7 separate regions of the Mus musculus genome follow, and regions 1, 2, 3, 4, 5 and 7 are each linked to region 6. Evidence: chromatin contacts called from public Hi-C, HiCAR-type, HiChIP or PLAC-seq and promoter capture Hi-C data. All regions are on one chromosome and are shown on one strand. Each heading gives the region's core, a stretch centred on a gene start, on an enhancer-like site or on the middle of the called end of the contact. The rest is flanking DNA. Distances are from core to core; before and after follow the strand shown.

What was found. Promoter capture Hi-C pulls out the DNA fragments that hold promoters and counts their contacts. Hi-C and Micro-C count contacts between places; a contact is called where the count stands out from the background. HiCAR-type assays count read pairs that join an accessible place to other places. HiChIP or PLAC-seq counts read pairs in DNA pulled down with a chosen protein or histone mark.
Region 1: a contact with region 6 is called in a HiCAR-type map of astrocytes, with 4 times the contacts expected there. The contact joins the promoter of Cbx1 here to the promoter of 4833417C18Rik in region 6. A contact is called at or near these places in 1 of 39 promoter capture datasets (hippocampal neurons) and 4 of 115 datasets of contacts at active chromatin or transcription factors (astrocytes, bone marrow-derived macrophages, embryonic hindbrain and 1 more).
Region 2: a contact with region 6 is called in a promoter capture Hi-C map of hippocampal neurons, with 4 times the contacts expected there. The contact joins the enhancer-like site here to the promoter of 4833417C18Rik in region 6. A contact is called at or near these places in 3 of 39 promoter capture datasets (hippocampal neurons and liver) and 2 of 115 datasets of contacts at active chromatin or transcription factors (astrocytes and embryonic forebrain).
Region 3: an H3K4me3 HiChIP or PLAC-seq map of forebrain shows a contact between it and region 6, with 5 times the contacts expected there. The contact joins the promoter of Copz2 here to the promoter of 4833417C18Rik in region 6. A contact is called at or near these places in 5 of 39 promoter capture datasets (cranial neural crest, hippocampal neurons, liver and 1 more) and 5 of 115 datasets of contacts at active chromatin or transcription factors (the NIH/3T3 cell line, embryonic forebrain, forebrain and 2 more).
Region 4: an H3K4me3 HiChIP or PLAC-seq map of bone marrow-derived macrophages shows a contact between it and region 6, with 5 times the contacts expected there. The contact joins the promoter of Ppp1r9b here to the promoter of 4833417C18Rik in region 6. A contact is called at or near these places in 3 of 39 promoter capture datasets (liver and pre-B cells) and 2 of 115 datasets of contacts at active chromatin or transcription factors (bone marrow-derived dendritic cells and bone marrow-derived macrophages).
Region 5: a Hi-C map of forebrain shows a contact between it and region 6, with 5 times the contacts expected there. The contact joins the promoter of Kat7 here to the promoter of 4833417C18Rik in region 6. A contact is called at or near these places in 2 of 484 Hi-C or Micro-C datasets (forebrain and uterus), 2 of 115 datasets of contacts at active chromatin or transcription factors (embryonic stem cells and pancreatic cancer cells) and 3 of 9 other capture datasets (adipose tissue, liver and pancreatic islet).
Region 7: a contact with region 6 is called in a promoter capture Hi-C map of pre-B cells, with 2.5 times the contacts expected there. The contact joins the promoter of Fam117a here to the promoter of 4833417C18Rik in region 6. A contact is called at or near these places in 1 of 39 promoter capture datasets (pre-B cells), 1 of 484 Hi-C or Micro-C datasets (embryonic stem cells) and 2 of 9 other capture datasets (adipose tissue and liver).

The regions. Positions count from the first base shown.
Region 1 is chr11:96,787,787-96,791,650 of GRCm38.p6, forward strand. Cbx1 (chromobox 1) reads left to right here and starts at 1,349. Exons shown (of 5, transcript NM_001362560.1): 1 at 1,349-1,567.
Region 2 is chr11:96,734,777-96,738,333 of GRCm38.p6, forward strand. All of the region lies in intron 10 of Skap1 (src family associated phosphoprotein 1), which reads left to right. Among named protein-coding and RNA genes, the nearest start is that of Snx11, 41 kb to the right of the region's middle. Within about 2 kb of position 1,340, at least 24 of the 459 cell types and tissues checked have an H3K27ac peak or open chromatin away from gene starts, as enhancers often do. A contact at or near this core is called in hippocampal neurons, where this site is marked.
Region 3 is chr11:96,847,875-96,851,563 of GRCm38.p6, forward strand. It overlaps Copz2 (coatomer protein complex, subunit zeta 2), which reads left to right and starts at 2,002. Exons shown (of 9, transcript NM_019877.2): 1 at 2,002-2,122; 2 at 2,799-2,867. The coding sequence starts at 2,021. It overlaps Mir152 (microRNA 152), which reads left to right and starts at 2,519; the gene lies at 2,519-2,591.
Region 4 is chr11:94,989,440-94,993,373 of GRCm38.p6, forward strand. It overlaps Ppp1r9b (protein phosphatase 1, regulatory subunit 9B), which reads left to right and starts at 1,773. Exons shown (of 10, transcript NM_172261.3): 1 at 1,773-3,479. The coding sequence starts at 2,109.
Region 5 is chr11:95,308,253-95,311,680 of GRCm38.p6, forward strand. It overlaps Kat7 (K(lysine) acetyltransferase 7), which reads right to left and starts at 1,994. Exons shown (of 15, transcript NM_001195003.1): 1 at 1,783-1,994. The coding sequence starts at 1,797. It overlaps Gm11520 (predicted gene 11520), which reads left to right and starts at 2,164. Exons shown (of 3, transcript NR_155298.1): 1 at 2,164-2,201.
Region 6 is chr11:95,856,644-95,860,075 of GRCm38.p6, forward strand. 4833417C18Rik (RIKEN cDNA 4833417C18 gene) reads left to right here and starts at 2,174. Exons shown (of 2, transcript NR_045187.1): 1 at 2,174-2,439; 2 at 3,351-3,432. It overlaps Gm38959 (a long non-coding RNA gene), which reads right to left and starts at 1,808. Exons shown (of 3, transcript XR_880173.3): 1 at 1,062-1,808. n-TQttg6 (a tRNA gene) reads right to left here and starts at 2,600; the gene lies at 2,529-2,600.
Region 7 is chr11:95,335,627-95,339,136 of GRCm38.p6, forward strand. It overlaps Fam117a (family with sequence similarity 117, member A), which reads left to right and starts at 1,392. Exons shown (of 8, transcript NM_172543.4): 1 at 1,392-1,635. The coding sequence starts at 1,440.

The sequences.
Region 1 (3,864 bases), core at 99-2,598, 930 kb after region 6:
TGCTCTTAAACTCCCAGCAATCCTCCTGTCTCAATCCCGGGTACTAGGATTAAGAGGCTTGAATCTGGCCTTGGAAAGTTTGATCAGTTCTATTATCAGTTGGACATCTCAGTTATTCACTTAATCACATATTCAAGGAATTTTTACCAATAAATACTGAGAGTCAAAACGTGACCTTGTGGCCGGGCGTGGTGGCGCACAACTTTAATCCCAGCACTCGAGGCAGAGGCAGGCCGATTTCTGAGTTTGAGGCCAGCCTGGTCTACAAACTGAGTTTTGAGAGAAACCCTGTCTCAAAAAAACAAACAAAAACAAACCAACCAACCAACCAAACAAACAAACAACCAAAATGACCTTGTCCTTGCTAGAAACAAACACCAAGGATCCTGAGTGTCGTGGACACAATGAGTCATATGAAGCGTCTGTCCTTACTGGAGTTCCTAGTTCAACAATTAGCAGCAACCTACCTGAATCAGAGTAGCACCCGTGTTAAAGAATGACAGCCCAGCCGTGGTTTTTGCTTAATTCCGTTTCTTTAGACTAACTTGATAAAGGATGTTCACAGAGATGGAGAAATCCCCATGAAAGTCACCCACCGGCAAGGGCAATAAAGGGAAAACTTTGAATGTGGTGGTCTGTGTTTGTAATACTCGGCATTTGGGAAGTGAAAACAGGTAGATCAGACTTCCTTGAGACCCTGTCCACTCAACAGAACCAACAACCAAAAATAAAACAAGAATAGAGAGGGAAGGAAGGGGAAAGAAAAAAAGCAAATTCAGAAAGTGTCGATGGTGTCTACCTAGACGGTTAATCTACTGCTTTCTGAATGGAGCAGTGATTCAAACTGAGAGGTAGGAACCCCAGTCAGGTGGCAATAATAGGTAAGATTGCTGGACATTATTGAAGGTGATTTGATAAATCTCAGGTGACGAATACAATATTTTTCTTTTAAACGCAAACGGACCAAACATCAACGGGCTAGTTTCCAAACCTGCAGTGTCCTACTTTTGTAGACTGAGTAAGGAATACCAGCACGCGCCTGGAATCCAGCACTTTGACATTTGAAGCAAAAAGAAAGGCCACGAGTTCGAAGCCACCTGGGCTGCGTATCCTGTTATTAAACAAACAAACCCCACCACTACCCATCAATTTCCTAGACTGTAGAGTTATGTTCTAAGTAACAGTCGACTTCGCCTTTCCAGTCAAAAAAGAAAACAAAACTACGAAAACTCCCTACAATCCTTGAAAGTGGAGGTGGGCGGCGCGGGATTCGCGCGGTACTTTGGGATCTGTAGTTTCTGGCCGACTCTTAATCCCAAGGTGCCCTGCGGCGGGTCGTCGCGTCTGCGCAGTGCAGGCGGCGGGCCGCGCAGAGTGAGAGGCTCTTTTGTTCGGCTGAGGGGAGGGCCGTTAGCGGGGCCTGCGGTACGCCGCTTCAGCGGGACGGTCGACTTGTGGCCACACGGCTCTTTGCTCCTCTGGGCGCGCTACTCCCCTCGGACCGCCCGACGCAACGCGCGAGTAGCGCGGCACCGATTCCTCTCGGACTCTCGGGCGCTGCTACGAGGTGAAGAGGCGGGCTGGAGGCGGGGTGTGTGGGGGGAGGGGACGCGGCAACGGCGGGAGGCCGCGGACCAGCGCGGGCCGCTAACGGAAGAGCGGAGACCGAGGAATGGGGGGCGCGCCCCGGCCCAGCGCCCGCCGGGTCCGCTTCCCGCGCAGAGCTCGCGGGTTGCGGGAGTGTGGAGAGGGCGGGGCAGCGAATCCAGAGCCCGGGAGCCGAGTGGTTCGCGATGAGCGGAGCCAGCGGAGGGTTAGCTTTTCAAGAACTGGACCAAGAGCGTTTGACCCGAGTGAGGGACTCTAGAGTTGGGCGGGAGAAAGAAAACTTTGGGACGTCCATAAGGGGGACAGGTGCTTTTGGGTGTGCGTGGCAGGGACCACGACTTCGTACTCTCGAGGTTTAGAAATGTAACCTGAGAAAGCGGACACGGTGGCAATCGCAAGCAACCCCCGTAGCACTTGGAGGAAAGAGAGAAAAAGTAACCTGAGGATATTGGGTCCAGTTGCCACTATCAGAGAAGTTTCTCTTGCCAGAGTTAAGAAGAAGTAACTTCCAATAAACTTGAACAGGAGGATTTGGGCAGCTCACGGTGTGCTAGCGGGGAAGAGATTTGTTGAATCCGTCTAGGGGTGGGGGTGGGGGGTCAGGCATTTTCTTGACCTTGTCTAAAAGTGGAGTTGCTGGGATAGGTAGGGTAGAAGTCTAGAGTGACTGGTCAAATGTGGAAGAAAATAAAGGGTCCCTGGGGATGTAACTTAGTTGGTAGAATGTTTGCCTAGCCCACTGCACAGGCCTGAATTCAATCCTCTGTACCTTATAAATTCGGGCTGGGCTTGATGGCATTCATGTAGCCCTTGGGAGCGGAAACAGGACGATCAGGAGTTTAAAGCCTTGCCTGGCCACCAGGGGAGTCAAGAAAGGGTGAAAAGGCCACTTTGTGCCTTGTAATGGGTCTTCAGTGTGAGTTGGGAGGCTGTGGAAGAACACGTGTAAGGCAAGACTCATCCAATGAAAGAGATCTGTTCTTTGTGCGTAAGCCTGGGGGCCTCAGTTTACCTCTCAGGATCCAGGTAAAGGTGGAAAGAGCGAGCAGACTTCACAGAATTGCCCTCTGAGCTACAAATTAGGGAAATGGCAGGGACCCTCGAAAGCAGGTGCATGCCCACCGGCAGCGAGAATATTTTTATTTAAAAAGCAGTATAGAAATATAGAACTCATTTCGGTGTGTGGTACTGAGGACCTTGCACACATGTAAGTTATCTACCACTGAGTTATGTTCCAATACCATAAAAAGGTTTTTTGAAAAATGAGTTATGCTAGAACATAGGGTAACCTCTCCAGTTTTGTGTTAAGAATCATGTCAGCTTTTTGGAATAGTTTCAAAAGACCTAAGGTTTTCTGGTAGATGTATGGCTACAATCAAGAAATTGGTGCCTATACACTTCCTGGATGCTCTCTAGGCATATCTGGGAAGTGGTGTGTTGAAAAGAGCCCAGTTAGGCCTTGCTGCATGCACTCCTGTAATCCCAGCCAGCACTCGGGAGGTGGAGCCTGGAGCAGCAGGAGTTCAAGACCTAGGAGGAAGGAGGCTTTGCTTCTTAAGATCTGGGCAGTGAAAGATCATTTCTGGTTTCTGTTTGTTCAACTTTTTATCAATAGCTTTATGATAGATTATTTAAACCTTCCCTTCTAGGTATTTTTCTGAGCAGTTAAGAAAAGTAGAGGAGGGTTGGAGAGATGGCTCAGCGGTTAAGAGCACTGACCGCTCTTCCGAAGGTCCTGAGTTCAATTCCCAGCAACCACATGGTGGCTCACAACCACCTGTAATCGGATCTGACACCCTCTTCTGGTGCATCTGAAGACATCTACCATGTACTTATTTATAATAATAAGTAAATCTTTGGGCAGGAGCAAGTCAGGTTGGCTAAAGCAAGCAGAGATCCTAAAATTCAATTCCAAGCAATCACATGCATGCTCACATCTATCTGTACTGCTACAGTGTACCCATGTACATTAGATAGATAGATAGATAGATCCTTTTAAAAAGAAAAAGGGAAAGGGGAAAAAAACTATTGTGTGTCAGGCAGTGGCTTGATTTTTTTTTTCTTTTCTTTTTAAAAAGATTTATTTATTATATAAGTACACTATAGCTGTCTTCAGACACACCAGGAGAGGGCATCAGATCTCATTACATATGGTTATGAGCCACCATGTGGTTGCTGAAATTTGAACTCAGGACCTTCGGAAGAGCAGTCAGTGCTCTTAACCGCTGAGCCATCTCTCCACTACGATTTTTCTTT
Region 2 (3,557 bases), core at 90-2,589, 880 kb after region 6:
CACGATACATTATATATATATATATATATATATATATACATACATACATAAATATAGTACATGATAGATAGATAGATAGATAGATAGATAGATAGATAGATAGATAAAGAAATGTACTTCATAGTTATCCAAACAGCCTACCACTTGTCCTATACTCAGGTAGGTTATTTGTGTAACCTTGAAAAAAAAAAAAAAGCCGGGCATGGTGGCACACACCTTTAATGCCAGCACTTGGGAGGCAGAGGCAGGTGAATTTCTGAGTTCGAGGCCAGCCTGGTCTACAGAGTGAGTTCCAGGACAGCCAGGGCTATACAGAGAAACCCTGTCTCGAAAAAAAAAAAAAACAAAAAAGAAAAAAGTCACTTAAACATTCTAGGCTTTAATGTCCTTATCTGTAAAAAGTAGGATAGTTTCCATTCATAGGGTTGTGGTCAGAGAATGTATGTTAAGGCATATTTACCCCTTAAGTAATGACAACTCCTATATTCTTCCTTCCCATCCACTAACACTACACCAAAAGGACCCTTTGTGTTGGGCATTTCCTTATGATTTCATTAAATCATTGATACAGTAGAGCAAAATGAGGGCCAGCAAGATGGCTCTGTGGTTGAAGATGCCTGCCACCACGCCTGCCCCTTGAGTTCCATCCCTGGGACCCACATGACAGGAAGAAAGAATCAACTCCCAGAAGTTGTCCCCTGAGCGACACATGCTTGCCTGTTGGCACATGCGCATGCACAAGCTGTGGCACTCACACGCACGCACACACATATAAACAAATTTAATTCCTTTTGGATATATATATATATATATATATATATATATATATATATGTAATGAGAAAAATGGTCATACACCAAGAACTTCTCAGAAGCTCCATCGGTTGAGACACAAAATAAAGTTCTCTCACGTAGGTAAGAACACTCACTACCCAGTGAAGAGGCCTATGTGGAAATCCACTGTGTCTTTGTGGTTTAGAAATATCATCACTGACACCAGAAAGTCTCCAAAGCTCTCTTCCAGAAGAGGCCTGAGCCAAGTACCCATCTCAGGAGCAGTAACAAGGACACAGCAGCAGAGAGCCCTCCCGCGGACCGCCCCTCAGCACATCCAAACATTCCGAGGCCCCATGCCGCTTCATGCCCACTTAACTCGCTGACTTCTAATTTGGATCTTAAAATATATTAGAGAAAGATTTTAATAACGAAGCGGATGTGAACATCCAGCGGATGTTCCTGCACTCCTTTTGGGCCCAGAGATTTCTGAGCGGCTTTTGCTGGTAAGAGCCTCTCTTCCTCCCCCTGGAGGAGCCAGGACACAGCGCCAGACACAGCAGGGCGGTTTAGCGCTTTTCAGTGGCTCCAGATTGTGGCGCTGGTGCAGGTCTCCTCATACGTAACGGATCACTCCTGAGAGCCTGCCCCTCGTAAATTACTTCCCACGATGCCGGCGACCACCGCAGAATTCGAGTTTGAACAGAGAAGAGAAAAGGTGTTTGAGAGGCCTGTTCACTCGGCTGCATTTTAATTTCCTTTTCAATCTTGTCCCAATTAATTTCACAGAATTAATCTCACAGAAGCAAACTCGGCGGCACTGAGGCTGTGTGGTTTTAGTGTGGCGGTCGCTCTGCCTGAACATGAAATAGGAGCTAATATAAAAATCCATCTGCTGTGTTTGAAATACACACCGGCTGCCGCTCGGTCCTGTCCGACATTCCAAGCATCAACAGCAGGGGGGAAAGTGATTTGGGGGTTAGTGACCATCAGTACCTGGCAGGGGTTCAACAACAGGTGTACTCCAAAAATCCATTCTGTCTGAGCACCATGCATGACAGGGCAGGTGCTGAATCACTCTCGGGGCGAGGACATGGTGTCCTGGCTTAGCTCCTTGTATGTGAGGGCTGCAAGGGCCCTCTGGAATCCACTCTCCGGCCTCTTAAAGGATAAGTAAGATGCCTCTGTTTGGATTAGAGAAGTCACAAGTTTCCTGTCAGGGAAGTGGCCTGACTTCCAGCCAGCAAGGTTTTCCCTTAGAAAACATTCCTTCTAAATAGCATAGGTGCTTCTGCTGTCTGAGATACCACATCACTGAATGGCCAATGGGAAACAGATCAGTTCTAGAACTGATTTATGGCAGTAACATGAGCGGCCCAGCAAATAAAAAGGAGAAACTTTGTAGGGTGTAGAGGCTCACACCTTTAATCCCTGCAGACTGAGGCAGAAGCAGGTAGATCTCTCTGTTGAGTCCAAAGCAGCCTGGTGTACATAGCAAGTTCTGAGCCGGCCAGGGACATATATTGAGACTGTCTCAAAAACCGAAAGGAAAAACACAGTTAACTGGAAACTAGAAGAGCCACATACCCCTTGCCTCCTGTGGAGGTAAACTGAGCCAGAAGGATGCATCTCTGAAGCTTGGGTTGTGTCCTTCACTGATAAGGCTCTAAGGCCTTATTTCTTTGGGAATCAGCATTGGAGCAACAAGTTGGGCATTCCTTAGGGTTGATACGTGATGGCTTAGCCAGGACAGGAAGGTCTTTTCAGGGCTCTGCAGTGCCCGTCTTTGGGCTGACATCTTAGCTGGTGGAAACAGTGTATCATGAGGCTCTTCATGTGGGTAGATGGACTTTCTATGAACTAGGATAGATTCTGTTACCTGGGATGGAACAGCTGTCTCTGGCTCCCGCTGCCTAAATGTAGCAGGCCTGGCCGGGCATACCTGGGCTGTGTTAACATAATGCCTGTTGTAAGGGGACTTAAAAAACCCAGGGGTTTCTTCCCCCTTACCTCCTTAAAGGACTACTTAAGAATATAGACCGTTCTCTTCCCTTGGGCTGTTCCTTCCTTCCTTTCTTTAAAAAAAAAAAAATCTGTATATTATTTGAGAGAGAAAGAGAACGTGCAATGATATTTCCTCTTTTAGGTGTGTTTAGTTGAATGTGACAACACCGCTCATAAAAACCCCTAAGTTAATCCCTTCGATTGCTTTAAAGGAAGGATTTATTTATTTATTTATTTATTTTTAATTTCAGGGCTCTGAGGGAAAGGAGGTGTTTGGTGACATCTAGTGTCCATTTAGGACTTCCTCAGGCGTCGTACCCCCAGCTTGACTGAGTGGGGGTGGGGGGATGGGCTAAGGTTATTTGGGAGGTAATTTGGGAGTCGTAAGTGGGGAAATATAGGCCTGGGGCACAGACTGCCCAAACAGTGTGATGAAACTGATCAATGCCTGTCAAAGAACTATTATTCACCTCTGACCTAACCAAAGGGGTAGGCAGGGGTAGACCATCAGAAGCTATCTTTTCTTATTTATAATGGCATGGGGGAAACGCAGAAGGTGTCCCCGCCACCCCATTGCATGTTAACAAGCAGGTCAACACCGTGCTGTGATGACGAAGATGATGATGGTGGTGGTATTTTCTCTCATTAATAACCCCTTTGGGAAGCAGGAGTTAGGGGGATGCGAATGGGATTTGGGGTCAGCTGGAAGGCAACGGTCATACACCGGTCAAATTCAGTGGAGGCCATTCCTTTCCCCCAGACAGGAACCAATCGTCTAGA
Region 3 (3,689 bases), core at 752-3,251, 990 kb after region 6:
ATCTATAGACCAGGCTGGCCTTGAACTGCCTGCCTCTGCCTCCCAAGTGCTGGGACTAAAGGTGTATACCTATACCACACCACACCCAGATTATTATTATTATTATTATTATTATTATTATTATTATTATTATTTATTGAAACAGGCTCTCCCTATGCAGCCCTAGCTAGCCTAGAACTTGCTGTGTAGACCAAGTTGGCTTAAAACTCACAGAGGTACACCTGTTTCTGCCTCCTAAATGCTGGGATTAAAGGCATGCACCACCATACCCAGCAAAGTTTGTTTTTTTTTGTTTGTTTTCTTGCTTGCTTTTGTGTGTGCTAGCTTCTCCATATGTGCACCACATCTGTGGAATGCCCAGGGAAGCTAGAAGAGGGTGTCAGATCCCCCTGGAACCGGAGTTACAGGTAGGTGTGGGAACTGAACTTAGGTCTCCTGCAAGAACAGCGAACAGTCTTGACTATGGAGCTGTCTCTCCAGTCCCCTTGGTGAGGATATTCAAGATGAAACTTTCAAGCCACTAAGATCACTCGGTAGATAAACGCACTTGCCATCAAGCCAGACAATGTAAATCCAACTCACAGGACCTAGACGGTAGATGGAGAGAAGTGACTCCTTTAAGCTGTCCTCTGATCGCCACGTGAGCCCTGTGTCACACCCTCCCCTCATCAATAATTACTAAGTAAAATAAAAGCGTAAACAAAAGGATCAGTAAGAGTAATTGTTAAAAAACAAAAAAAGGTGAAAGTTGGAAAGAGAAGTCTTAAGCAGAAGGAAGTCTGGTGTGAGCGACTGTGATGTTCTACACTGAGGCTGTCAAGGGCAGAATGGGAAAACCCGTGGAACCCTCCTACCCAACTAATTAGCCCAACCAGCTTGAAAAGGTCACACGAAGTCTGACTCCTCTCAATGGGTATGTCTGAAAACACCTCCCTAGGCACGGTGACTTCTGACATACAATGAGAGCGCTGGCTCGAGTATAAGACACATCTGTCAGTGTTGTGAATGGCTGGCTGCCCAAGCACCAGTAACTACCTCACTGTATGTGGTCATACTCTGGCCGGGTTAGTCCACAGGCTCAAGCTGGACTTCAGGTGTGTTGTGACCCTACTGGCTTCATCCACCTCTGGGTCTTGAAAAATGTCTGGCGGAGGTGTCCTTCAGCCCATGGTTCTTTTCCCCAGGTACTATGAGGGGAAGCGGGGAACTCTTCCGAGTGGAGAGGTCTCACTGACAGGCTCTGTCTTGAGATCAAAAAGGTGACTTGAGGAGCTGGAGAGATGGCTCAGTGGTTAAGAGCCCTGGCTGCTCTTCCAGAGGTCCTGAATTCTATTCCCAGCAACCACATGGTGGCTCACAACTATCTATAATGGGATCTGATGCCCTCTTCTGGTGTGTCTGAAGACAGCGACAGTGTACTCACATTAAAAAAAAAAAAAAAATCTCAAAAATTAAAAAAAAGAGAGTTCTTCAGCACTCGGGAGGCAGAGGGAGGCGGATTTCTGAGTTCGAGGCCAGCTTGGTCTACAAAGTGAGTTCCAGGACAGCCAGGGCTGTATAGAGAAACCTTGACTCGAAAAACCAAAAAAAAAAAAAAAAGAGAGAGAGAGAGAGAGTTCTTTTTTAAAAAAGTGACTTGAACTATTTGTTCCAATGATACCTACTAGGAGGTCCTGAGGACAAAGTGAACCTAAACTGAAATTTGGGCTGTCCCAGAACAGCCACATGGAGACCTCTGTGCACCAAAGCCACAGGCGCCCTAGGCCAGAAGAGGCAGTAAGTGGGAAGAAAAGAGTAGGCTCTGGTTCACCTGAAAGACTGGGAGGTGCACAGAGGAGCCCAGAGGGAAGAATCCAAGTAGGGAGACGAGGTTCTGCAACGACGTGGGGGTCGGGCAGAAAGCTCGCCCAGAGAGAGAGGACGCACACAGAGGCCAGCCACGCAGGACTGGGCGGAGGGGCGGCGTCGCGGGGGGCGGGCACGGGGCGGGGCGGCGCTGTCAGTGCAGGCAGCGAGCGGAATGCAGCGGCCGGAGGCCTGGCCACGTCCGCACCCGGGGGAGGGGGCCTCAGCCGCCCAAGCCGGGGGCGCAGCGCCGCCCACCCGAGCCACGGAACAGCGGGTAGGGAGCACGGAGTGTGGGGTCCAGGGGCAGCAGGATCGGTGGTCGGGGGCAACTGATTTACCTCGGGCTTCTAAGCTGGGAACTTTGTGCCACCACTGCCCAGCCCCGGAGAGGGAGCCCGGGCCCAGGAAGGGGAGAAAAAGTTTGTCCTGGAGCGCACGGGCGAGGAGGCCTTGCCTGAGTGGAGTGTCGCAGGAGGGGCTGAAGTTCTGGGGAACTCGCCGCAGTTATAACCGACTTGGGTGGCCGGGATGGAAGCGAGATTCTGGCGGGACGAGGGAGGAGTGGGAGTGGCGAGGTGGTCTGGTTGGGTTCCCTTGCTCCAGAATGATGGCCGCGCGCATCTGGAACTGGGGGTCAGCTGGACATAAGGAGGCTCGTCGCCGCTGTTCCCCGGGCCTAGGTTCTGTGATACACTCCGACTCGGGCTCTGGAGCAGTCAGTGCATGACAGAACTTGGGCCCGGTAGGACCTTCTGCACCCAGCGGACTCAGCGCCCACTCCTCGGACCTGCAGTGAAACATCTGTCTGGGAGTGGAGTGGGCACCGGAAATGGTCCATGTGGCACGGGGTTGGGCTGGAACCAGCTATGGGTTGGGGATTAGCTGGCTCCATAGAGCCCTGACTCGGTGTCCACTTTGAGTCAGGGGTTCCTTTCCCTTGTCACTTTCAGGAACCTTCTCTCTACACCATCAAGGCTGTCTTCATCTTAGATAATGACGGGCGAAGGCTGCTGGCCAAGGTAACCCCTCCCCGCTGGAACCTCGAAGACAGTGCCATATGTCCAAGACAAGCGGTCCCCACCCAGCCCTTTTAACTCCACCTATAGGAGAAACTCTGCATTTTGGGTGGCAGAACAGCCCAGCTTAGATTCTCTAGAGGTCACTTTGTCCACACTATGCTTTATCAGTCTAACAGCGAGGGGCTGGGTGCGTGAGTGGGGATCCCTTCGGTTTCTTTCTCATGTTCCCTGGCGAGTCTTCTCCTTGTCCTTGTCCTGGCCAGCTGCATCCTTGGCGTGGGACGCTCCACCAAAGGGATCAGTGGATAGTTGAGCCTGCGTCCTAGGGATCTGAGTTCCTAATCCGAGTAGACAAAGTCGCCTATGTGTATTTCAGCTAGGTAAACACGAAGGACTTAGCATAATAATGTAGTAGAATCAGGTGCGATTGGGGAGACCATCTAGTCTCCCTCTTTCACTTCACAGATGTAGACAATGAAGTCTAGTGACGCTAAGTAAGTTGCCTAAGGTCACAGGGTTAGTCTCACGATTGCCACCAGGACTCAGGATTTAGATGTGAGGCTCAGGTAGTTTTCCTCGAACTCCCATTCAGTTATCCGGTATCCATTCTACATGGCCTGGGTGAGATGAGCTAAAACTACATTTAAAGCTAAGTTTCAGGGTAGATCAGATGGCTCAGTGGGTAAGGCTGCCAAGCAGCCTGACAGCTTGAGTTGGGTCCTGAGTTCACATAGTTGAAAGAGGAGCAAATTCCTCAGGTTGTCCTCTGACCTCTATTCTTGTCCCTCTACAAAACACACACACACTAAATAAATAAATAAA
Region 4 (3,934 bases), core at 523-3,022, 870 kb before region 6:
AAACGCAGAACTGGGGAGGGGTAAGTCTCCTGCCCACTGTGCAAAAATGCAGGGGGCATCCGAAAGCCTGAGATTTGGGTTCATCTCCGGCTCCAGATGAGAGCCAAAAAATCTTCCCTCTCCTGGCACACTACTCTAGGGAGCCAGTCCAGTGGTTCTTGGCTCCTCCCCATCCCAATCTTCAGGGTTCCCAGGCGGTTTCCCCACGTCCCATCCCCCCCATGCACAGAGCTCTTTCGCACGTGCCATGGGTTAGTGTCCCACAAAACCCACACACGGAGAACGGAAGGGTAGAGGGTTCCCTCTATGAGCTGGGCCAGGCCAACCGGAGAGAGTGAGAAAACGGGAAGAGGAGGAAGAGGATGGAGGGGAAGAGGGCGGGGGAGGAGGCAGAGGCCGCAGGAAGGCCTGAGATGCAGGAAGCAGCTGGGGAGAGGGGGGAGGCTTTGTGCCTGAGTTGTTTTCTGGGTCCTAGTGTCCACCCTGTTCAGTTCCTGGGAATCTACCAACGACTGGAGGAGCTACACATCTAGACCTGACTGAATATTGGACGGATCCTCACTGCTAGATTGGGGAAGGATAACGGGCATAACAAGGCCCCTTGTTGTGTATGTGAGGAATGAAGGAGCTCTAAAGAAGCTGAGTTTTCAAGGTGGGATTTGTAGGGTACACACACACACAAACACGCTTGCACACAAGTGACCAGAATCCTCTAAGTCTGAGACCCAACGTAGAACTCTCAATAGGGAAACTTTAGCCCTGGGACTCTAGAATCATTCCTTCCAACCTCCCCCAACACCTTACAAACCTTCCTGTTTCAGAGATCTTTTCTGGCAGGTTATGAAGGCCAGGATTCTATACCTCTCCCCAAAGGGGTAGGTGAACAACGTCATTTTAAGACTTCCCAAGGCAAAAAAGCATCTTTGGTAATCTCCTGCCATATGGGTGATGTAACCCCCAACCCTGTCCCTTTCTTCATTTCTCCTCCGGACAGAGCACCACAAAGATTGCTGGGCCCAAGTTTTACATTCTGAAAGATGAAAAAAAAAAAATTCCTATGGGGAATTGTTAAAATGAAGAATCCCAGGTTCCGCCTCTGAGATTCCCCTTCACCTTTGGGAAGGAGCTAGAAATTATGTACTTTGATCTAGCACCCAAAAGTTTTGTTGCTGGTACCCCTGAACACTCTAAGGACCTTTAGAGAAATGATTAAGGGCCCTCCCCACAGAACCCCTTCACTTTGTGGGAGGAGAAGGCCAGTTCCTGCTGTGGCTGGATGGCTCCCCGCCCCCAGGGTTAAATGAGGGGACGCCTAAGTGGATTGTGAAAAGCCGAGTTTGGGATGGGAGGGCTGAAGAAGAATAGCCAAGGTCGGTGAAGCTGCGGAAGGCTGTCCGCCAACTATGAGTAGGAGAGACCAGGCGACAGGGTGGAAGGGAAGGGGAGGGCTCACAGGCTCCGGCCCCGGAAATCCGATCCCTTTAGGACCCAGTGGTACCAGTCCCCCAGCGGCGGCGGCGAGAAGGGCAGCCGCTCGGTCTCCGGCAGCCGCGGTTCGGGCAGAGCTAGAGAAAGACCGAGGCTCGGGGCGCGGGGGGGAGGGAGGGAGGGAGGGAGGCGCGGCGGAGCGGCCCGGGTCAGCGGAGCAGCCACGGGCGCGGGGATGCCGGGCACCCCGAGAGCCAAGGCCCCCGGCCGGAGTAGGGGGCGCCTGCGCCGCCAGCGCCGCTGACACCGCCTCGGAGGATGTGAGCCGGTGCCGTGGCCGCTGCTTCGCGGGCTGGGCGCGCGGTCCCAGCAGCTCCAGCCAGCCTCCGCTTCTTCAATTTGGGTGGGGGCGACCGCACCAGGCCGCTAGAGCTTTCGAAGGGGGCTGGCTGTCTTTGGCAGCTTGGTTGGGGGAGGCGACCCACACAGGGCGCTCGGAGATTTTTTTTTTTTAAAGCAGGGTTAACTGTTTTTTGGCAGCTTGGTTTCTGGGGGACTCTATAGAAGGCCTTTCGGGATTTCTTTCTTTGGGGGGAGGGGGCGGTGGTCCCGACTTGGCCAGCCGCCTGCTGGAGGGGGGCAGCGGGGAGCAGGGGGATGCGAACCCGGCTCCCCCAACCATGATGAAGACGGAGCCTCGGGGGCCCGGGGGTCCCCTCCGGAGCGCCTCCCCGCACCGCAGCGCCTACGAAGCGGGCATCCAGGCACTAAAGCCTCCCGATGCACCCGGGCCCGACGAGGCACCCAAGGCGGCCCACCATAAGAAATATGGCTCCAACGTCCACCGCATCAAAAGTATGTTCCTGCAGATGGGCACCACCGCGGGGCCGCCGGGTGAGGCAGGCGGAGGCGCAGGCATGGCCGAGGCCCCACGGGCGTCCGATCGCGGGGTGCGCCTGTCCCTGCCGCGGGCCAGCAGCCTGAACGAGAACGTAGACCACAGTGCCCTGCTCAAGCTGGGCACCAGTGTGTCGGAGCGCGTGAGCCGCTTCGACTCCAAGCCCGCGCCCTCGGCGCAGCCCGCTCCTCCGCCGCACCCGCCGTCCCGGCTGCAGGAGACGCGGAAGCTGTTCGAACGGAGCGTCCCCGCGGCCTCGGGTGGCGACAAGGAGGCCGTGGCGCGGCGGCTGCTGAGGCAGGAGCGCGCCGGCCTGCAGGACCGGAAGCTGGACGTCGTGGTGCGCTTTAACGGCAGCACCGAGGCGCTGGACAAGCTGGATGCTGACGCCGTGTCGCCGACGGTCAGCCAGCTCAGTGCGGTCTTCGAGAAAGCCGACTCGAGGACCGGCCTTCACCGTGCACCCGGCCCCCCTCGGGCAGCCGGGGCGCCCCAGGTCAACTCGAAGCTGGTCACTAAGCGGTCCCGGGTGTTCCAGCCACCGCCGCCGCCTCCCGCCCCGTCGGGGGATGGCGCGACCGAGAAGGAGCGTGGCCCCGGAGGGCAGCAGCCCCCACAGCACCGGGTGGCCCCTGCCCGACCTCCGCCTAAGCCGCGGGAGGTGCGCAAGATCAAGCCGGTGGAGGTTGAAGAAAGTGGGGAGTCTGAGGCCGAGTCGGCTCCCGGGGAAGTGATCCAGGCCGAGGTGACGGTCCATGCAGCCTTGGAGAATGGCAGCACCCCGGCCACCACAGCCAGCCCTGCACCCGAGGAACCCAAGGCCGAAGCGGTCCCCGAGGAGGAGGCGGCGGCGTCAGTGGCGACGCTAGAGAGGGGGGTGGACAATGGCCGGGCCCCGGACATGGCACCTGAGGAGGTGGATGAATCCAAGAAGGAGGACTTCTCGGAAGCGGACTTGGTGGATGTGAGCGCCTACAGTGGACTCGGGGAGGACTCTGGGGGCAGTGCCCTGGAGGAGGACGATGAAGAAGACGAAGAGGACGGGGAGCCCCCCTATGAGCCGGAGTCAGGGTGTGTGGAGATTCCCGGGCTCTCAGAGGAAGAGGACCCGGCCCCGAGCCGGAAGATCCATTTCAGCACCGCACCGATCCAAGTGAGTGACCCCCCTTGGGCCCCCCGAGCTGCCCTTGCCACGTGCGTGTGGTCGCTCCCGCCCAGACATCCGTGTTTGGCAGGCTGAGTCAGCCCCTGCCACCCAGCCGGGTTCCCAGAAGTTCCCACAATGAGGGAGGCGTGGGGGAACTTCCAGCTGTTTGTCAGAGTGGGAAGGTTTTCAGGTCTGTGATTGTGAAGGTAGCCTGCTGCGACCTGCCCTCAGGTTCCTAACCCCGCCCAGCATCCCTCCCTACTCCACGCCTACTCTGGGACACCTGCTCTCTCTTCCTCCCCCAGACATTCTTTCTTCCAGAAGCTGCCAGAGGCTGGGACTTGGCTGCCCTGAAGGGGTGTGGGACATGTCCTGGGGATACTGTTCCTACACATGTGCTGTCAGGAAGAGAAAGGTGGGGAGCTTAGGGACGCTTCCTGCTTCTGGATGTGTGAGGCTTG
Region 5 (3,428 bases), core at 744-3,243, 550 kb before region 6:
TGGCCTGGAATTTATTATATAACCCAGGTTTGCCTTAAGCTCAAGATGAGCCTCCTGCCTCAGCCTCCAGGATGCCAGAACTACAGGTGTGTATCACTATACCCAGCAAGAACTTACATTTTCTTCTTCTTTTTGAGTCAGGACACCCCAGCATATCAGCCATGTGTACCTCAAACTATAGAGATCCACCTCCCAAGTGCTGGAATTAAAGGCTTGTACCATAACATCCAGGAAGAATTTACATTCTCCACTTTTACATTTGGAAACTGCTAAAAGGAGACTAGATCATTCCAACAAACCAGTAGGTCTGTCTCTTGTATTTGGTATGCCTGGATATAAATACTACCTGTCGAGCTGATGAGATGGCTCAGCAGGTTAAGAGCACTGACTGCTCTACCGAGGGTTCTGAGTTCAAATCCCAGCAACCACATGGTGGCTCACAAACACCTGTGCCCTCTTCTGGTGCGTCTAAACTCAGCTACAATGTACTCATGTATAATAATAAATAAATCTTTGGGCCTGAGTGAGCAGAGGTCCTAAAAATTCAATTCCCAACAACCACATGAAGGCTCACAACCATCTGTACAGCTACAGTGTACTCACATACATAAAATACATAAATTAATCTTTTAAAAAAATACTACCTGTCAACTCTGGTCATTGCAAGAGACATTAATGTAAATATTTAACTTGGAAAGCTTCCATGAAGAGTGATCTCTGCAGAAATATGAATACCAACCGTCTATCCATCCAAATATTTCATTCAAAAATCTGACCACAAGTAAATAGAGGCACAGAATGTCACTAAAAGGCAAACTTTAGGGTCATCTCAGCCAAAGACCCTGACACCCGTCCATGACCTATCAATTCTGCCTGGCTTAACCCTGAAAATCAGCTCTTTACTTATTTCCCACGTTAACGGCTTTCTTACAGTGTATACAATTTCAAGCAGAGACTGTATGAACTATGGTTCTTTGTGTTCTTCTCTCAACAGCGATAACCCTTTAAGCCAGTGATCACGCATACTTTTCGAATTCCTAGCAACTAGCACGTAACACTGCTCTTTGCATTTTACGACTGAACATATGGGGCAAATGTCATACAGTTCAACAAACATTTACTGACCAGGAAATGTCAAACTGAACAAATAGGTGGAAGACGGTGACTGAGACGCAACAGGCCTGCGAGCTATCCCTTGGGGGTGGGCGCTGGCTTTCTAACCACCCATCCTCGGCTTTGTTGTAATCCCCCCACCAGGAAAGGAAAGTGGTCTTCCCAACTCGCCTTTACAACACCTATCGCCATCTCTATCCGGAAGGGCGGGGCGTTGGTCGCCCCAATCCAGGCCTTGCTAAGCCGCACCCGCCACAAGAACAGACTGCAAAGCTGGGCCAATAAAGAGAAGGGAGAGCATTCGCCACAGCCAGTCGGAGAGCACCGGGGCCAGACCGAGACACCGCCCACGCACGCGGGGAGGTGACCGTTGGGCCCAAACAGGCGGCGTCACCATCCAATCAATACGCTTCTAGACATTTCCGCGACCAATTAACAAGAACGCCTCCGATCCGGGCAAGCAGAGGGCGGGAATAGTTACAGGCATAGGCCGAGGCCAGGGTCGGGCCCACATTTTTCTGTCTGGTACCGAGAGGAGACAGAGTAGCTAGGCTAGGTTCGGGGGACCAGAAAGTTGGAACCCAAGCACGACGAGGCGTGGCCAACCGCGTCACGTTACTCAATCGACTCCCCTTAGAAACCCGCCATCCCTTCTCTGCCATTTCTCACCTTCCTTCGCGGCATTGCCGGCGGCTGCAGCCCGACGGTTCCGATTCGGGCGGCGGCAGCACCAGCAGGAACGGGGGCTCCGGCGGGCTCCGTGGCGGCCTCTGTAGCTGTCCCAAACCCTGCGGACGATCCCAAGTGCCTCCTACCTCTCAGCGTCTAGAGCCTTCTGCGCAAGCGCCGCGGGCTGGAAGCGCCTATTCCTTAACTTCCGGCTGAGGCTTGCGTCACCTGACCTTTAGGCCAGTGAGGATCATGGGAAGCTCGAAACTCTTAGTGAGGCCAGTCAGCGCCATTTTGGAATTGGGCAGGAGACGGCACCAGTGGTGAAACCTTCGGCTAGACCTTTTTAGTTAGGTAGGCGGCATTCGTGTGGGATTAGGTAGCCATGATTGTTTGGGGCAGAAGTCTGGCAGTTGAAGGTAACCGTTTTCATCTTTACATTGGGCAAACTCTTCCTTCCTCGTCGTTTTAATTTGTGGCGTGGAGGGAGGAAAACCCCAGAATCCATCAGGTTGTCGATCTTTAACTCTTTCATTTCCTAGTCGGCCGAAGGACGTTTCCGTTCATTCTGTAAACTCCGAACTGGCAAGAGATATTTTGCCCAAGGAACTGCTGTAAGAGCTATTCCGTGTTCCGGAGTGGTGTGAATGGGGCTTGAATAAAGGATTGACAGGGTCGTTGTCGGTCTTGAAGTGGGGTAGAGTGTTCTCTTTATGCCTTGTCCTTGCGTTAAGAGAACAAGAAGTAAGTTATGAGATGATGCAGAGCCATTCTCAGGATGCCGGAGCGCCAAAGAATTTCCAGTTTATCTCTGTTGTGAAACGCCCCCGGCTTATCAGTGCTCTGCTTTGGTTTGAGATCTTTGGGTGGCCCGGAGAGGGGCGGAGGACGTGGTTTGAATGTGAGGGTGCTGTACCAAAAGTCGGAGAAGTGTTGAACCTCATTCAGCCCGTGTGACCTCTGTAGCACAAATGCAAGAGCCAAGAACTGAGTGGAGAGAGAAATAGTATTTTGAAAGACACTAGAAAGGGAGTGGGTATTCAAGTAATAATAAAAGGCCATAAGAAGAAGAAATTAAGACTAGAAGAAAGAGCTATACGAAAAGTCTGGAACCAGGTGGGGGGGTGGGGGTGGGGGTGCATGCTTTTTGAAGCAGGCAGATCCAAATCATGAGCTTACGGCCAGCCTGGTCTACATGGCCAGTTCCAGGCTAGATCCTGTCTCGAAAAAGAAAAGTCTGGAAAGTGGTTTGTAGGCCTTGAAGTTTTAGCCTCAGAGGACTTGAAAGAACCAAGGTGAACCAAGAGTGACTTGCTGGAATCAAAGCAACCTCAGTAATTACCAAGATAGAATTCTGGTTCCAGATTTGTGTGTGTGTGTGTGTGTGAGCTGAGCACGCACTCATGACCAGGTGAGTGCTCAGAGGACAACTTTGGGGAATAGATTCCTAACTTCCACCTTTGTGGTGTCTCTGGGATCAAACTCGGGTCATCCAGCTTGCTGAAAGAGCAAGTGCTTTTATCCCCTGAACCCCCACAGGCCCCTATCAGAATTTCCATTTGAGGCTGGCTAACCTGGAGAGAGGCTTTAAGAACAGAATACAAACCTGATTGACATGCTAAACAGAGGACTCTTCGGAGTTAAAA
Region 6 (3,432 bases), core at 924-3,423:
GTGTTTACCATGTGTATGCAAGCAGTGCCTGAGAAGACAGCATTGGTTCCCTGGAACTGGAGTTGTGAACAGTTGTGAGCACCATGGAGGTCCTGGGAATCAAACCCAGGTCCTCTGGAAGAACAGCCAAGGCTCTTATTTTTTGAGCCTGGACAGTCTGAGTATGTGCTGCTGTCCCTGACTGGCCAGATTTTTGTTGCCTAATTCCAATAAAGATCTTGCTTTGCTGGACTTTTGTGACTGCTTGCGTTGTTTTGGTTTTTCCCGACTCCAACACCGGGTATTGGTATACAGGGATGTCCCATGATGCTGAGCAGTACCTGTCGGTTTTGTCTTATTTACACATCTGTGCCTACGTGAATGGACCCATGTATGTGCAGGTGTCAGGCCAGGGCCCATGTGTGTGTTCACCTCTATGTGTGTTCTACTGCTAACCTATGCTCCTGCCTGCCCACCTTATCCCATGTTCTTGGAGACACTTAGCATTGTCATCGGGTGGGTGTGACCTGTCCGATTTAGCTCTTTAGTGATATCCTACATAGTGAGCTTATTTTCAAGTCTGAGGCTATTTTCCTCTTTTTTTTTTTTTTTTTTTTTTTTTGGTTTTTCGAGACAGGGTTTCTCTGTGTAGCCCTAGCTGTCTTGGAACTCACTCTGTAGACCAAGCTGGCCTCGAACTCAGAAATCCGCCTGCCTCTGCCTTCCAAGTGCTGGGATTAAAGGCGTGCATATGTTGGTATGAATGTGGAAGCCAGGGTCAATGTGAGGTGTTTTCTTTCTTTCTAAAGACAGGTTCTCTCATTGGCTGGCCAATGACCCTTCTGCCTTCACTTCCCCAGCATTAGGACTACAATCCCCAGCATGCCCAGCTCTGACATGAGTTCTGTGGATGGAGCTCAGGTCCAGCATGGTTGCATGCAAGCTCTTTACCTGCTGAGCTATGCCCCTAGCACAGGTTTTGCTATTTTTCGGCAGGCAGTTTTCTTACAGGCTTTGAGAATTTATTTAGATTTATTTGCTATTTATGCATTACACATGCATATCCCTAGTCTGTGGCTTACCTTTTCTCTTAGTATGCCAGGCCCTGAGTGCCTTGCAGTTCACCATTGAGCAACAGGCCCAGATATTTTCACTCTTCTGATGGTACTTGGAGTAGCACAGTCCTCGTCTGTGCGTTTTATTCGGGCTTTGTTTAAACTGAGGTGTAGGCATTCCCCTATGTCGTCAGCCAAGCTCACCGCTTCTGTCACTTTCAGGTCAACAATTCTCTTGGGACTTTCTGCTGTGTTTAGTGTTAACAAGAATCCGATTTCATATTCTTTCCCTATAAGCAAGCACACAGCAGGATGTCAAGTAGGTCCTTTCCCCTAACTCTGTTGTGCTACCTTTTATTATTATTTAAATTTGTGACACCTTTGTTATTATAAACTATGCATAAAGGTGAGGCTGCATCTTGCTTCCCTATTCTGTTCCATCGGTATGTTTATCCATCCAGACATTATCTTAATTTCTTTAATGTACAGTTAACAAGCATCTTTATTTTCTGGTAGCGCAAGTGTGCCTCCTCTCACGTCTTGATCTTTTTGAGGTTGCGATGGTTCATTCAAACTGATCCATTCAGATGTTTTAAAGAGTGCGTGGGTTGTGTCTGCAAGAGGCATGCTTAGAGAATTAATCGGAGAGTCGGGAGAGGCTCCTTTTGGTTTCCATGGCATCCTCCCAAGGGTGAGAACCTATAGCCACCGTGCCAATCACTCTGTAGGGAGACCATAATGCGTCAGCAGGCTCCCTCGTCATTTATCCCACAGGGACGAACACAAATCCCAGATCTTAATCCAAAGAAGATACAATACTCCCTGTACATATTTTCCACCCGCGGCGCGATGCAGCTAAAGAAATCCTTAGCGATTCCTGCCCTTCTCTCGGAGAAACACCTCATGGACGGTGAGAAACTGTACTGATCGCCTGCCAGCCTGACTAAGTGACTGTTGTCTAATTGAAACACAACCTCGCTGGGTGAGCAATGCAGAACCAAAACACGGGTTTATGACCCCTAAACGCACAAGCCTCGGGGAATCGCTCTCTTGTACCCAATCAGAGGTCCCCTGGCACCACTTACCCGCCCCCCGGCCCCGTCCGGCCACTTCATTCGCGGCTCACAAAGCAATCCTACCGCGCGTTCTGCACAGCAGCCAATCAGAGGGTAGGGGGCGGGGACTCCGAGGCGCGGTGTGTGCAGCGGTACTCAGACAGGAAAGCCTCGGGATCCTTCGGGTTCTTTCGTTTTCCCTCCTGGGTAAAGTTATGTTCAGTCTTCCATCAACTCGTTTATTTTTCCGCCCGACTCGGCGCGCGTGCGCAGTGCCTCCCAGCCCAGGCTGTTCCTGAAATGTAATCGTGTTGAGACACAGGGAGGGAAGCTGAACGTCCATTCTACAGGTCAGTGCATTCCCTGCGGAGGCTCGGGTTGGTTGCTACTTCCTGCAGGCCCCAAAACAGGGATTCTAAGGCCAAAAAAAGGTTCAGTGAGGTCCCACCGAGATTTGAACTCGGATCGCTGGATTCAAAGTCCAGAGTGCTAACCATTACACCATGGGACCTGCTGGCGGCTTAAGGCGCCCGGCAGCCTTCTCAAGCCACATGACGTTGGGCAACCTTTTCTAAGCTTCGCTACACTTGGCTTGGGCCCGTGGCCGGTGGCCGCGATGGCGGGCAGACACGGAACCACCGAGATTCTCATGTCCTTACGAATTCCAAACGTTCATGGGCCCCGAGGTGTCTGTCACCTCTTCCGGTGATCCTCCAAGGGTCCCGGCTCTTGACCCCAAGTCTCGAGGGCGGCTGGTCGTCCGATCGGACCAAGTCCGGAGAAAGCCGGCTCCGGTCCCGGACTCCGGGCAGGAGGTTCGGCGCACGCAGCCTGGGCTTTCTACTTGTTTTCTGCGTTTATATCAGGAGGGCTGTGGCTAGGACGCTTTGGCCCAGCGGGGAAGGACGCGGACTGGCACGTGGTGGCACAGCCGTTCAAACCCCGGACGAAACCTGGGGTACAGACGGGGATGCTGGAGAGTGCGCCGCACGTGGATGCCGCAGCCCCTGCTCCGCGCTATGCAAATTATCTGTAGGGAGATTGGCGCTTCCAATTCAGCACTTCCCCCCGCGCTTCAAAAGGCCGGACTACCGAAACTTCTAGTGTGCCGATCCTTAGAAAAACCCAGTCAGAATTTTAACAACAGACACCCACCATTCAACACACCACGCGCACACACACACATATCCCGCAAAACAACAACAAAATCCCCACTTCTGCACTGTCTAGTCTTTCATTTTCCCTAAATGTGTTTCTGCAGGTCAGTCAACACTTTGACTCAGCAGTTCACCTTCGGAGCATTACCCTAGTGGACATCCATCTGTGCCTCGAGGCTGCTTCAA
Region 7 (3,510 bases), core at 142-2,641, 520 kb before region 6:
TTCCTTTGCCTCCATGTTCTGTGTTCTGGTCTGATTTTAATATTCAGCCAACTGTTGCATTCCCACTCTGAGCGTTATCTGCTTTCAGTATTGGATCCCAAGGTACTCTCGCAGCACGCACACCCAGTTTACTCCCTTTCCTCTGATTAGTAAGTGTGGCTTCAAGGGAATACCTTTAAAAAAAATACTAAACTCGGTAGAGACTGAAATAGAAAGACAAATCGGTAGCAAGGTCAAAATTAGAATTCATAACTAAATATAAATCTAGAGGGAATTATCCAATTACTTGGATGGTCCCTTCTCACAGACAGTCCAGCGTTAATTGGCTCTGTTTCTTTTCCATATATAGAACAAAGTAGCAAGAGTAATGGATTTTTTTTTTTTGAGATGCATTGTTTTAATAGTATCTTAAATACTGCTTTTTCTTTTTTCCGAAAATGTGTTCACATATACATAGCATATAATTTTCACAGCTTGCCAGTATTCTCTTTGGGGACCATCTGGTCTTTGACTTGTAGGTCAGAGAGCAACTGAGCTGGAAAGACAAAGATTTCCTAGTGGAGTCACTATCAAACTTGATCAGATTTATCATTTACTTTGTTTTGCTAGGTACACTTACAATGGATGGTTCTGAAGGGAAATTCCCAGCTCCCTTTTAAAGGCTCAAGTTAATTTACAGACTAACAGCTGTTTTTATTGAGATTGGACCAGCTTCAGGAAGGGACTTGGAAACGTAGAAGACAAATGAGTGTCATGTGAGGCGAGGTAGCCATTAAATGTACGAATTTAATGCAAAGCTCATGCAAATGATAGGCAAACCTTCTATAAATTTATCGAATCTCAGTTTGGAGTTTGTCAGCTGCAGTGAAATCTCATGAGAATTGAAAACTAATGTTTTTTAGTTAAACTAAATGTAATGGCTTTTGAAGTTAGGCATTCTCAGTCCCATTGAAACTGCTTAGAGTTTGACACTACCACCTTTAAAGATTTCAGTAGTGTTTGATTCCAGTCCACATCCAGCCCCGCCCCCTGCACAGCCTGACATCACATGGCATATATTTGCATACTACCTGGGACTGGGTGTGACGATCCTCCCCTTTGAACCTTCTCATTGGCAGTGCTGAAGAACCAGCCCTCTACTGGAAGGTCCAATCGGCAGCCTTAAGGACATTAAAAAAAAAAAAAAAAAAGAAAAGAAGAAAATCAGGAGGGTGGGGGTCTTGACTTGATGGCTGAGCACATGGACCAATCATCCTCGGAAACAGAAGAGCCCCGCCATGGATTGGTTGAGGGGGAGGTCCTGGGACTCTGTAGGCCAATTAGAACTCTGGGCCGAGGGGGCCGGTCCGCGCCCGTAGGGCAGATAAGTAGCGGCCGCGGGGGTTGGGGGCAGTGTGGGGCTCGCCGTGGGGGTGAGGCGGCAGGTAGCCGGGTGGGCCATGTCCGGGGCCGCAGCGGGCGGCCGAGGCGGAGGTTCCTGGGGGCCGGGGCGCGGAGGGGCGGGGGGTCTCCGGCGGGGCTGCTCTCCACCGGCGCCCGCTGGCTCCCCCCGGGTCGGTCTGCAGCCACTCAGGGCTACGGTCCCCTTCCAGCTGCAGCAGCCTCACCAGCGCCGGGACGGGGGTGGCCGCGCAGGTGAGCCGGGTCCGGAGCGGGTGCTGGGGCGACGGGCTGGAGAGTACTAGAAGTAGATGGGAGGTGAGAGAAGAGAAAAAGGGGCGCTCAGAGTTCGCGAGGGCGGAGGGAGCGAAGGCGAGCAGCTGCGAACCTGCGGTGCAACTCCGGGACGGGGTGCCGGGTGCATGGGCCGGGGACCAGAGGGGAGGGACCTGGCAGATGGAAGCTAGCTTTGGGGGGGCGTAACCGAAAAGTGGTCCGAAGTGTCCGCCCGGGCGGTGTGAGAAGTGCTAGAGTGCGTGCAAGGAGTGTTGTGGGCGTCCGGAGTCGAGGGCTTCACTGGGAGCCAGAACCGGTGGGCGCTGGACGCCTGCTCAGTGAGGGGGAGGGGCATGGAAGAGAGCCGGGTGGAGCCATGTGTTACTTCTCCTGCTTGAGTTTGGCCCCAGCGTCTCTCTCTATGGCTCTCGAGTTCCTTTCTTCACCACTTCACGTGCGCTTTCACATTATGCTTCTTCCAGGAGATGATTTGAACTCAGCCCGTTGGAATAAGTTAGTTTAACGGCTTTTACTTCGGTGCAAACATACCTCTGTTACCGATTTTCTACATTCCTCTCGGGGTAGCCCCGAAGTTGAATGTTCCCATATCTCTGACTTGCTTAACATGGCTGTCTCTTTCCAGTTATTCTGTGCGTGTGTGCTTATGTACAGGAGTTGGGCAGTTTGCATCCTACTTCTTGCCTCCTCCGAAGGTGTTTTGCCCTGAGCATTCCCAGCCAACGTGGCAGTGGAGTGCTTACAATCAAGTATGCTGTGTTAAATACCCCACTTTCTGAACAGCGCCGAAGCAGTTTCTTAATAGCAGCTTGATGTGGTGGGTGTGGGGAAACTAGGGTGGAGCAAATTTAACCTTGCTTTCACACTTAAGGCTGTGATGGGACCCACAATTGCAGGCCCTTTGGAACGGAAAGGGAACCTACTTGCATGAGGAGGTTGGCAGTAAGTTAAAAGTGAAGTTTGCGTTTGATTCACACCAGATGTGAAAGGATCATTGCACACTTCCTAAGTCTAAGTTTGTACCAAATGTACAGAAGCTATGGTCCCTGCCATCCTACTGTGACAGTCCCTACACCAGTCTCTTGTGCTTTCTGCAGATGACTAAGCTTGGACATTGCATATCCTCTTCCTGAAGGTATTCTGTTACAGGAGTCTTGCTAGATAGGAATGGGATTCATCGGGTCTTTGAGGTAGAAAGCCAAGTCTATTTGGACCTCACTGTATGTGCTAGTATCACATTCTGGAACGCAGAACTTGATCAAATCTGGTAGCAAGATGGTGACCAAGTAGTCAAAGTATGTGTAGAATCTGGTGGTATAGAAGAAGGCAATGCCCAGACAAACTCGTGCCTATCGTCAACTATAAAGCAAACCACAAGACTACAAACCTGTTGGTTTTGTTTGGGCTTCCTTGAAACCCAGGGAAGCTAGAGCAGCAAGCACCAGAACCTTCATCACTCTCGGGAGAAATTGACAGAAGCCTTGCCCGTGCAGTAGTTAGAAATTGTTTAGCCATCATTTTAAGAGCAGTTGTTTTGTGATCCCTACAGAGCTAGCATTAGAAGGGAGAACAGTGTGTGTGTGTGTGTGGGGGGGGGCTGTGCAAAGGGGATGAACATAGGCTAGCAAGCTTGGGTTTCATTACATGGCCAACTCCTTTTGCAGGGTCAGGGTCTCTAAAGGTACTGATGAAAACAGGAGAGCAGAGGTCTCTGTAACTTCAGGTGACTTAGAGAGATTGAATGGGTTCCTGCATTATGTATTTGGTTGGCCCATTGTTTCTTCACTTGTTAATATCCCAGACGTATTAAAGAGACATTTGCCTATGAGGTGGGAT